Linked DNA regions of Hordeum vulgare: all the other regions are linked to region 1. A link is a contact called in public Hi-C data. All regions are on one chromosome and are shown on one strand. Each heading gives the region's core, a stretch centred on a gene start, on an enhancer-like site or on the middle of the called end of the contact. The rest is flanking DNA. Distances are from core to core; before and after follow the strand shown.

Region 1 (4,046 bases), core at 549-3,048:
TCCAGCCGGTCGCGCGCGTCGCGGAGGTACGCCTGCACGGTGCCGTGCACGATGGGCCGCCCGCCGCCGTTGCACGCCAGAGCGCCCACGAAGGTGAAGTAGTCGATGGACGGCTGCACCGACGCGTACTCGGCGTCCACCAGCAGCGGGATGTCGTGCTCCGCGCACCGCGCGCCCACGGCCAGCAGCCGGTCGTGCGCCAGCTGCAGCTCGCGCTCCTCCTCCGCCGTCAGCGCCGCCGGCTCCGACGGCGTCAGGTACAGCGGGCTCGAGTCGGACAGGATCGGGAAGGAGTGCTGCTTCCACGGCAGGTGCAGCGACGGGTTCTTGTGCTGCCACCGCAGCAGGTCGCTCGTCTTCTCCAGCAACGCGATCGGGCACAGCGCCGTGATTTTAATACACACGCTCGCCTGCACGTGACAAACAGAGCACAATTAGTCACGCTATATACCTTAGTACTAGTAATATCCAAGCTTAATTGCACTCGCTAATTAGTGATTCTTAACACCCTAAGTATCATTTTGCTTTTTGTTTTTTGGTTTAACTGCTCGGGATGTCTAAATAAGGAAAAACAAAGTGTGGTGAATTGTAGGGTTTTGATGGGAAGCTGTGGATGAAAAGGAGCGGTGGAGAAGCCATGGCGATGGCGAGCTTGTCGGAACGAGGCGGCTGGTTTTCAGGGCCCACGCACAGTGACAGCCGTGCGATTCAGTTTACTACGAGAAGATTCCCAAGGAATCCGGGTGTCCACTAGCGAAGACCGAGGATTCCCTCCGACGTGGCGCCCTTCCGTACCAGTGCTACGCGCCACGGATGACGACGAAGGAAAAAAAAAAGGGAACAGAGTTAAGGCACAGTTGACGCACCGATCCCGGCGGCAGCGCGGCGGCGACGTCGACGGCGGCGAGGAAGCCGGCGACGTTGCGGTCGCAGGCGGCGCCGTCCTCGGCGTCCTCGATGCCGTAGTCGAGGATCCCGCCCATGCCGCCGCGCCAGAGGCGCTGCACCCGGGCCGCGGCCTCATCGGCGGTCTCCCCGGCGCAGAAGTGCTTGTACGCCGTGGCCCGCGCCGCGGCCTGGACCACGGGGCTGGCGGCCACCGCCGGAGACCGCAGCGCCGCGATGCCCACGTCCACCAGCGGGCCCGCGGACATGAGCTGCAGCGCCGCGAGCGTGCGCACCAGAGCCGTGGACGGCTCCCCGGTGAAGAGCCTCCCGGTGTCCTCAAACTCCAGCACCTGGTGCTGCTGCTGCTGCTGTGCGGACGAAGGCACGGGCACCGCGTCGGCGCCGGCGGCCGCGACGGCCGCCTCCGGGAGCTTGGCTGCGGCGGCGAAGGTGGAGAGCGCGCGCTTCGTGATGCGGGAGGCGATGGCCATGGAAGGTCGGAGCCGGAGGTGTCGCTAGAAAGCAATGGAAAGAGACGCTGCCTGCTCTTTTCTTGCGACCGGACGATGCAACGAACGGACGATGGATCAAAGGAATCAGCCGAGTAGCTAGAGGGAAGAAGAGAAGAGAGGAAGCTGTTGTTGATCTGCGCAGTAGTGAAGAAACGGAACGGTCTGGGTGAGAGGCTGGGAACGAACGAAGGTGTAGGGAGAGTCCGAGAATGGAGGGAGCAGGTGTGGTGCGGCAGCCGGGTCTTATAGAGCGAGCGAGCGAGCGAGCGAGCGAGGAAGCCTCGCGAAACGGCATGGAAAAAACACGAAATACCAGCGGGTGAGCTGGAAATCGGTTGGAAAATAGGGAGAGAGGAGAGGAGAGGTTAACGGGGGAGGAGGGAGTGGCATGGGCGCGAGATCCCTGGGGATTCGGTCGGAAGAGTTGAACACTTGACTGACTCGGATCCTGCGTGGAAACTCATGGGAGTGCCGGGTGACTCGGATCGTGCGTGGAGTCTGGACGGTTGAGCCGACGTTGCTTGCACGCATCTTATCGCACTCCACCTCTTGCCATTTTTTTTTCCTTGTTGACGATGAGGGTAGCTTGATAAGGTATCAGCATCCCCTCTTTACTTCTCTTGCCAATTTTCTTCTTCTTTGACAGGGAATTCCTCGATGGGGAATCTGGTGTATCTTTCAACCGCCAATTTGGAAGATTCAACCAGCGATTCCATTGCTTTTACCCATGGATTGGATTCGCGTATGACTTTCAAACTCGTTGCGTGAAACTTCATTTCTTTCCAGACAAAATGGGAATTTTATTTCAAAATAATAGGATTACAATCTAATGGTAATATGTCCTCGATGCACGGAGGCCCTCTATGCAACCATACATCAAATTAAAGAAGCATTGCGCGAAACTTTAATTGAAAGAAGTGTTGGATGCCGAGCTTCGAGTTCAAAAGAGCGTTCGTGCAAATTTCCTTTATTTTGCGGACTAGTTTTAGAGGATTGTCAAAGAACGAGGAAATGTTTTTGCTCATCTTTATTCTCCTCCATGGGGAATCAAGATGTAACTTTCATTATCGCTCTCCTTTTCTTACCATTTATTCTTCTTGATAAGGTTGTGGGTGTAACTTTTCATGTGCAAATTCAAAGATTTCACGGCTCTTTTGATTCACAATATGTTTCAAAAAATGAATAAAGGAACTCGGGAAGAGGATGTCATATAGAATCTTACATGAATTGGAAAACGGGAATTTCTATACCACGGGGAAAGCACATCAATTTGTGTAGAGATTGAATACATGTCATAGTTGTCATATGAGAAAGTAAATTTAAAATGAGGTCTAACCTCTTGAAAAACAATCATACAGAATGTTGGTGTAGAAAAACAATCCATAGAAATTTCTAAAGGGTTCATTAGTCTTTGAACCGAAGATACTCTATAGGAAAATTTATATGATTGCAATCCTACAATGTTATTTTAAAATTCTTTCAAGGGTTTCTTTCATTTGGAGAGAAAATGGAGGAAAGGTAGACACATAGGAAATTTTCCTGAGATGCTATTGTTCACCCCTTTGACTCATATAATGTATGAAAGGGAAACTAGATGATTTTTTCTTTGATCTCGACTTCAAGGAAGATCATTTGAATCGGATCAAGCAAATAGTTGAAGTGAAAAGGAAGTTTTGTTTTCTTGTGACAAATGATGGTAGCTGAGACAGATCTGAAAACGAACCCCTCACAATTCTTGTAGCCTCCCTTTTCCTGCAAATCAAACTTCAATCTTGTGTATAGTTCATATGTTTTTCGATCTTCTATTCAAAACATGCATTACAATCCTATTTCGCGTTTTCCTATGACGTGAAATGAGCCCTACAAAAAGAAGCCCTCAATCATATATTCTAGCTGTAATGATTGGGTTAATTTGGGTAAACTCTCAACATATTGCAGGCAAAAAAAATTAACTCAAAAATGTGTTTTCTAAATTTTCAGCTCAAAATGTCAAAGGACTTTAAACAAATGAACTTTAATTTGGAAATAAATAAACTTCTTATTTTATCAACATTTTTCTACACTAAGTTATCAACATCTTCAACACTTCCTTTAGGTCACCAACACCTTTCAAATTAATTTCCAAACTTCTTGCACATAACTTTTGACTAAAATGATAATTGGATGCTAGTTTACAGTTTGGAATATCAAAGAAGTTTCAAAGGATTTGAACTCTCAAGGGACCAAAAAGGGTGTTTTAATATTTAAAAGTCATTTGAGCTCAACTTCAATCTTCTTGGTGGGGAATCTGATTCTAGCTTTCGTTGTCGCTCAACTTTTCTCACCATCTATTATTCTTGATAAGTAATAATTGTGCAAATTTTGGGTACGAATTCCAAACTTTTTACGCGGCCTCTTACATTTGCTAGATGTCAAAAACAAAGGAATATGAAAGGCACGGTAACAAGATGCCATAATATGTGGTACATAATTCAAAAATAAAATTGTCTCGTTGCACCTCCTGGAAAACTCATTAGTTTCTGTAGAGACTCAATACATGTCATAGTTGGCATACACACAAGAAATTTTCCTATAGGTCCAGCCTCTTCGTAGGAATTCTATGGCACTATCGTGTTGGAAAATGATCCACATAAGTTGTGGTGGTCC
Region 2 (4,046 bases), core at 1,037-3,536, 240 kb after region 1:
CGATGCATCTGAGTTATTCCTTGCAGTATTTTGCCGCTCCATCTGATTATTTCTCTCTAGAGACTCCCTAGAGATTGAATTCTTAACAACATTGCAGAATGGTGGTTGAGTGGAATCTGTACACTGAACTCTATCAACGGCAGAGCTCCGTCGTGCATGAGCAATGTCATACAAAACAAACTCGCTAGTGGCTGAGTTATTTAAAATACCATCTTCTTCAACTTCAGAGTACAGATAGGAAGACACATGCATCTGGCCAACAATTGGAGGCAGCCAACCGTGCCTATCCTTGGAGGTCCTTCCCACGGTACTTGATCGTTTGCCAACACTATGGAAAGTGTAAATCCAATTCAGCTCGTTTCCGGATTTCCAAGTGTTAGCGTAAATGGATTCTTCTGGACCCTTGGTACAGAACTCAAAACCAAAAGCACCATTGTCAGGATCCAGTTTAAGAACAGCATGCAAATGAGTAGGCGATGAAGTAACTGTGATAGGCCGGGCTTCCCCACTCGCCTGGCATTTAGGTGTGGGCGTTTGGTCAGATCTTGAGATACCACTCAACAAAGATTTGCGCAGTGCACTATCTTTTCCTCTAACTGGTGGATTACCACATTTTGCATCTTCCATTTCCATGAGGGAGGGATTCCTCAGAGATTTGGACTTCATGAAAGGATCCAAAATTTTCTTAAATGCACTAGATCGAGATTTTTTCTTGCCATCAACACCATGAACACTTTCTGATGGACATGTAGCATCACAAACACCCACCTTAGCTGACAAGGACTTGGGGAGATTACTCACTGAATCTATTCTGCCATGATTACTCCTATCAGGATGAAGGCCAACAGGAGGTTGGCAATTTGATATTGTACCTTTGCTACTGCTGGTTTCTAGCAAATGAGGAGTAGCATTTGCGCCGGGACACGTGGCATTGTCTTCTTCAAGCGATAACCCCAGGAAACTGTCTCTTACATCCTCTTTTAACAAATTGCAGTCCTTGCGTGGCCTTCCAAGCCTCAAGTTGTCATTAGGAACCTCACGCGAGGAAATATCCAGAAGCTCCCTGGTATCTTGACTAAATCCACGGGTTATGTTCATAGAAGACCTCGACTTGCATGAACTGCTCCGTTGCGGAACCAAGTAAGCTGCACTTGTGCTGGGCTGAGAGGACGAATCGATGGTCCCAAATGACATGAATGCATCTCTTTCGTGTATAGAGTCTAACTTCTTCCTCCCCTCTTGGAGTTTCCTTAGTCTGCTGACATCGCTGGAGCTCTGGTACATAGAACCACGACTATGCATGATGCTATCTTCTGGGTTTTCCTCGCGTCGTCTTGAAGGCAGACTCTTGCAATGAAAATTTGGGATCCTGTTGAGGCGCATTTCGCCCGAGTTTCCATCCGGGCATTTCAGTTGTGCTGCCCTGCTAGGACTCTCTGTTTCCTCGTCAATCGGTTCCATGGTCTCCTTGGCTACACTGGGCCGAGATCGGTTCCCCATTTAGGAAACCTGCATTGAAACCATAATACATTGCTCGAATCAGAACAGAGAAAATAGGACAGTGACATCAGCCCTAATCCAAGAAAAACATAGGGTACAACGCACCCAGTTATATGTATCAAGTTCGACAGTGGAGAAACATTTACGAGCTTGAGAGTCCACCCATCCTATGCATCAAATCCGTCCAAGAAAGAAAAATACAGTAATCGGAGTACATCCTATCTGCTTCCAGTGGAGTTTCCATTCATTCACATTCAACTTCAATACCTAAGTTTCAATAGGAACACGACAAGGCCAAGAAAATAAGAATCTAAATCTACTCTGGGATCACACATCACATTATCATTGAATGAGCTGAATCATTCGGGGAGAGGATGAACCCTCGCAGATGGGAATCGAATCCCACCACGAGGTCAGCAGAAAAGGAACCCCTCTCCCCCCACTTCTCGAAGAAACGCATCAGCAAACCTGCTCGCCATTAGTCCCTCCTAAAAAGTCCAACCTTGCGGGCCGGTCAAGCCCCGCCGCGCAAATCTACAGCCAACCGCCGCCGCGCCCGCAAGCGTCGAAGGGAAGGACAGGTATCGGCATGAATGAACCAGAAAAGGGATCGAGAGACGCCATTATTCACCTCGGAGCGGAGACGACGGGGAGCAGACCGGCGCGGCAGAAGAGGCAGTGGACTTTACTGGTCCGTCAGTCTCGCGCATCTGTCTCGTGTGAGTGAGGGAAAGATTCTTGGCGGCTGACGAAAATGAAATGGAGGTTCCGGGATCCTATTTTGCGCCTTCGCTGCTAGGGACGGGTGTGAAATACATGGAGGCATGGGGGCTAGAGTGTAAAGACCGATCCGCGGCGTTCTGGGCTGCTCCGTTGGGCCGGTGGGACACACCTTGTAGGCCCGTGTCAGACCGGGCCCAGATTTTTTTTTATCAAAAGGGGTTTTCCCTGCCTCATTTTATATCATAAAGAAAAAAGGTCACCATTACATAGCAGCTGACCTAATACTAGTATGAGCCTAGAAGAGAAAGTCTGGCCTAAACGGCTGCAAATTCTAACATACGAGAACAACGTTTATCCAACGCGGTGTTTAAATTTTTGTTACGCCACCATGGACTACAACTAAGGAAGGCCTCGCTGACAGATCAAGTTCATCTTCCATTCCTCGGCGATGGGGTCCTGACGCCTCTGGCCTCACTCCCATGCAATCTGCAACACCTCTCCACGCCGTTTGTTCAACAGAAGGATGCATCTTCTATATTAATATATACCATCTATATCAATATAATTTGCCTAAAAAAATCTATATCAATATTATCCCCCCAAAACGAACCTTTATCAATAGAGAAAAAGAGTTACGGATATCCAACAAATTTCACTCGTTCAATCGCACCTATCCAATAATCTACGTCACTGGTGTTTAGCGTTAACATGTTTAGCACAAAACATATTTAGCACCCTTCACTATCACTAGAGGGTGAAGGCCTCTCATTCAATTGAGAAATTTGGTTTTTGGTTTCATTCTTCATTTTGACTTGGTCAAGATTCTTTTTAAGAGCTTTCTCGTGAGGTGATCAATTTCAAATGTGGTTCACGGTTTTAATTGTTCAATGATTTCTTAAATCAATCGACATCAACCGACTTATAAAAAGATACCAGTTTCGTACATGCTCTTATCACGTGACAAAATATACTTGTCAACATGTGTGATAAAGGCAAAGTTGTTCCTGTCTTTTGATAAGATGGTGGTTATCATTTTGGAGTAGACTTTGACGATCCAACTACGAACGTGTGAGGACGTCGTGCCTTAGCAATCGCTAAACCAACTCCGAGAGGTTATTGACCACGCCGAAGCACGGTCAACCTGACCACGAGGGTCCGTTTCCTGCACGCAAACGAACAACAAGCAAGAAACTAAGATTGCAATCTGGATATTGCGAATATAAGTGAAAAGCTTTATTGATGAAAGTGGGGTTCTCTGACGCCTTTGTCTGGTCATGGAACACAAACAAAGAACGCGAAGTTGCAGCTATGGCGAACTTGTAATCAAAAAAACAAGTCTAAACGGCGTTCTAAGGGTTGTATATATGGGGGAATGGAGGAGGAATTCGGAGACCCCTTGGAGGAGGGGTCCGAAACCGATCCTAACTCGGTTTCCCCAGACATACGGACTCCAAAAATAGTCTATAATATGGTATTTCGAAATTACACGGGCCCGGCCCAAAAATAAGGTGGAGCGGCACCTATAATAGCCTATGGACAAAATTTATAAAGTGGCGTCATGAATATTTCGTCCAAGCCTTCATGTTTTCCTTATGGTGGCTTCAAAGTGCGAAAATCACCAGTACAAGCTTCATTGTTCTTTCCCGCGCATGCACCTTCTACTCCATGCTTGATCCCGCTCCAACAGATGTCCTTCTTGTCCATGCTAGGTCCTTCATTTATAAGTACAACACAAATATCTAACTTAGGCAGCATCATATATTCATGAACATTAGAAGGATTTCCAAGAAATGAAAGTACCTGGTAATTCAATTGGCGTGCGC
Region 3 (4,046 bases), core at 940-3,439, 140 kb before region 1:
GGAGGCACTCTCGAACTAAGAACGAAACTACAATCTCTCTACGGGGTTGCACATATACGATGTCAGCTATAATGGCAGAGCTTTGTCGTCCAGAACTAGTTCATGTCGAAACCCACACACCCTTTCACCTCGACGAAACTATTTCAGTGCTAGGGAGAGAGATCCAGATCATGCATGGCATTTGTATGAGAGTTGGAGTGAGTGTGGAGAGCTCCTATGTGCCTCTCTTTATAGGAAAACCAAGGGGTAGGGTTGGCACAAAAAATTACCAAAACACCCACACTTTATGCCACACATAAAGGGCATAAATGTCATAAAAGATGGCAAGCGAAGTTCCATGCTGGAGAACCGCCCTCGAACGTCCAACACCTTGTGCCCCCCCCCCCCCCAAAAAAAAGGGGTTCCCACCCTTCCGTGCTATCCCTAGATATTTTGGGAAGATTCCCTTTAGATATTTTCCTCAAAAGCAACCAATTAGTGCTTTTCACTATTCATCAAAACATTTTTCTGCGTCTGAAAAATCTAAAAGTTTTTCTATAGGCCTAGAACATGTCAAGTACCCACTAAAATAGATCTTGATGTGTGCCTAATCAATGATTTTCTCTTGCAAAAAGCGACCAAGAAATTTTCTTCGCCTCCAGAACATTTCTGATTTTTTTGCTGTAGAATAATTTCCAAAAGTCCCCAGAACAATTATGGCACTTCCGAAAAGTTCCGCACATATGCCAAAAACCTTTTTGGCTTAATGGTTTAGTCCAAAACAACATTTTAGTTTTACCGAAACTTTTTCGGTGTTCTCTCCGAAACCTTTCCGTTTTCTCCAAAGCTTGTCCGACGAATTTCTCTCATATTCCATGTCTAGTATTCAGTAGAGAGATGACCCTTAAGTGTGTGACCCTATAGGTTCGGTGAAGTATATAGACATGACCTGGAACACTTCCCGATCAATAATCAATAGCAAAACCATGGACACCCATACTGATCCGTGTACCCACACAAATGAATATTCGACCGAACCTGTAGTTTGGTGTCTGCTATAAATGTTGCTTTGTGATATGATACAGACACCTCAGGTGACACTTGTCGGCATTCCCATGGATCAACAACTTGTCCACTATGTCAGTTACCTCGTTACCATTTTTGTTCATTTTTCTCGTTTCCGTATTTCGGCATCCTGGTGATCAAATCACATTGTGTCTGGCGAGACGACGATGTATACCGTAACACCGAGAGGGCCCTAAGAATATCTTCCATCGTCGGAGGAGAAAATCCCAATCTTGAGCTACCAAGTTACATGTCATACTTTTGTGTGAACCCATAAGCAGTCGTAATAGCCACCTTGTCACAGATGACGTTTAACAAACCCCAAAGTTCACGAAGTAAGTACAAAGGAACTCGGTACTCTCTTGGTCTAAGGAATTTTGCAAAGTTAACTTTTTATGTGTTATAAAGCATTTACTTGTGACCAATATATCTCATAGCATAGCATCAATTCGGTTTGATTCAACACAAATGTTCTTCTAACATTGTGCCCTCAAAGTTGTCAGCATAGTCTTGCCCATTACGAGGAAAACAAGATCATCATGAAATACTTGTGCTAGTCTTAAAGGCATAACTAGCAATACATTTTACCATTTATTATACCACACATGCACATGAATTTTCCTCCGAGCCTCGTGGTTATTGTACACTCAGGAATCATTGCACTTATAGCATGGAACATAAACATTCGTTACAAACTTGAAGATACAAAATACCTATTATTATTGCCTCTAGGGTATACATACAGTCAATCTTTTAAAAAGATCGGTCGACGGAGGCATAGCAGCGTCTCTTTTTAAATGCATGTTTAATACTCTCAAATGTTTGATTAACATTTTTAAAAATATATGATCAACTTTTTCACACACATTTTATATTTGTCATGTACACCAGAAACATTTTCTCTATACATTTAATATTTTTCAAATGCTTGATTACATTTTTCAAATGTTTTACGTAAAGTCTTTTAGGTGATATGTTTCTTAGAATATTTAGAATTATCAATAGAAGTAGAAAAAATAAAGCAGAAAGAAAAAAAGAAAGATCAACTAAAAAACGAGGTTGTGGCCTCCAGTGCACCTCGCGCGGCCCACCTGGAAGTACTCTTGGCGCGATGGTTCCCTAATTCTCGCCAATCCACGGCATGGAATCAAAGAGGCCCGCCCATATCATATCAGCTGAAAAATATCCACGAATTAGAGGTATTTATGGAAACATCCTATTCTTCGCTCTCTATGAAGCGGTGTCATGTCAGGGCTTCACATAGAGAGCGGGGAGGGGAGTGATTTTTGCAGCGCCCCACTTTTGGGAAGCTTTCGAGCCGATCTTTTCCGGTTTTGGGAAATTCTAAAAGGTTCCTAAACCGGTTTTCTCACTTAATTTTTTCTTTATTCTTTTATGTTTCATTTTTTTTCTTTTTTTTGGTTTCAAAAAATGTTTTTGGATTTACAAAAAATGTTTAGTATTTTCCAAAAAATATTCTGGATTTCAAAAAATGTTTTGTATCTTCAACAATTTTTTCTTAAATCTTCTTAAATTGTTCTAAAGATTCAAAAAATTCTCGGTTTCAAAATTTGTTCTTAAGATTCAAAATATGTTCCTGCTTTAAAAAATTGTTCTTTGTTTCAAATTTGTTCTGGTCTTTTTTTAAATTGTTGTTGATTTCAAAGTTTTGTTCTTAAGATTCAAAAAATGTTCGTGCTTTCAAAATTGCTTGCGCTTCCAAATTTGTTCAAGACTTTTCAAAATTCTTCTCGTTTTCAAAATTTGTTCTCAAGATTCAAAAAATATTTGTGCTTTAAAGCTTTGTTCACTCTTTCAAATTTGTTTAGGGATTTTCCAAATTGTTCTCCATTTTAAAATTTAGTTCTCAAGATTCAAAAAAATATTTGTGCTTGAAAAAATTCTTCGCGCTTCCAAATTTCTTCATTTTTTTCAAAATTGTTCTCCATTTTAAAATTTTGTTCTCTAGATTCAAAAATGATCATGCTTTAAAAAATTATTCGCGTTTCCAAATTTTTCAGGATTTTTGAAAAAAGTTCTCAGTTTCAAAATTTGTTCTCAAGATTCAAAAATGTTCGAGCTTTAAAACTTTGTTCGTGCTTACAATTTTGTTCGGGGTTTTTCAAAATTTTGTTCTTAAGATTCAAAAAATGTTCGTGCTTCCAAATTTGTTCAGGATTTTCCAAAATTATTCTCCGTTTCAAAAAAAAAAAATCACGATTCAAAAAATGTTTGTGCTTCAAAACATTGTTTGCGCATCCAAAAAAAATTCCAAGATTTTTCAAAACTGTTCTCGATTTCAAAATTTGTTCTCAATTTCAAAAAATGTTTGTGCTTTAAAAATTTGTTCACGCATACGAATTTGTTCGGGGTTTTCAAAATTGTTCTCCATTTCGAAATACTGTTCTCAAGAGTCAAAAAATGCTCATGCTTTCAAAAATTGTTTCCGCTTCCAAATTTGTTCACAATATTCAACATTGTTATCGGTTTTAAAATTTGTTCCATAGATTTCAAAAAATATTCGTGCTTTAAAATTTTGTTCGCGCTTTCAAATTTATTTTCCATTTTAAGAAAATGTTCAGGTTTTTAAAAAATGATGGGAAATTCGACATTTCTTTGTTTTCATAAAAAAGGAAAAAGGAAAAGAAATAAAAAACGAACTAAAATGCTAAAAAGGAAATAAGAAGAAAAGGAAATAAAGAAACAGAAAAGAAAAAAAGAACTCGGCCGGCCTAGTCGGACGACCACACTGTGCGTCCTCGGCACTCCGAGACGCACAATGCGGCATGTATGAGCCCCAATTTTTATGGGAGCTCCTATTGGTGCTTCACGCGCCAACTTTTTTTTGAGACAATTCCACGAAGCTTTATTAATTCGTCACAATGTTTACAAGGACGGATGACACATTTCCTGGATGTCTTAACCAAACATGGCGGCTACCTCGCACGTTAAGAGCATGCTGCACTAAATTGTGAGCTTCAGAACTGGAACTGCTACGTTCG

What was found. Hi-C and Micro-C count contacts between places; a contact is called where the count stands out from the background.
Region 2: a Hi-C map of leaf shows a contact between it and region 1, with 2.7 times the contacts expected there. The contact joins the promoter of LOC123438278 here to the promoter of LOC123438304 in region 1. A contact is called at or near these places in 5 of 6 Hi-C or Micro-C datasets (leaf and seedling) and 1 of 1 datasets of contacts at active chromatin or transcription factors (embryo).
Region 3: a contact with region 1 is called in a Hi-C map of leaf, with 2.7 times the contacts expected there. The contact joins the enhancer-like site here to the promoter of LOC123438304 in region 1. A contact is called at or near these places in 2 of 6 Hi-C or Micro-C datasets (leaf and seedling).

What each region holds. Positions count from the first base shown.
Region 1 is chr1H:373,051,434-373,055,479 of MorexV3_pseudomolecules_assembly, reverse strand. LOC123438304 (proline dehydrogenase 2, mitochondrial-like) reads right to left here and starts at 1,798. Exons shown (of 3, transcript XM_045115768.1): 1 at 867-1,798; 2 at 1-410. The coding sequence starts at 1,379.
Region 2 is chr1H:372,807,887-372,811,932 of MorexV3_pseudomolecules_assembly, reverse strand. LOC123438278 reads right to left here and starts at 2,286. Exons shown (of 3, transcript XM_045115766.1): 1 at 2,132-2,286; 2 at 1-1,509. The coding sequence starts at 1,500.
Region 3 is chr1H:373,187,909-373,191,954 of MorexV3_pseudomolecules_assembly, reverse strand. No RefSeq gene overlaps it. Among protein-coding and RNA genes, the nearest start is that of LOC123438304, 140 kb to the right of the region's middle. Within about 2 kb of position 2,189, at least 2 of the 3 cell types and tissues checked have open chromatin away from gene starts, as enhancers often do. A contact at or near this core is called in leaf and seedling, where this site is marked.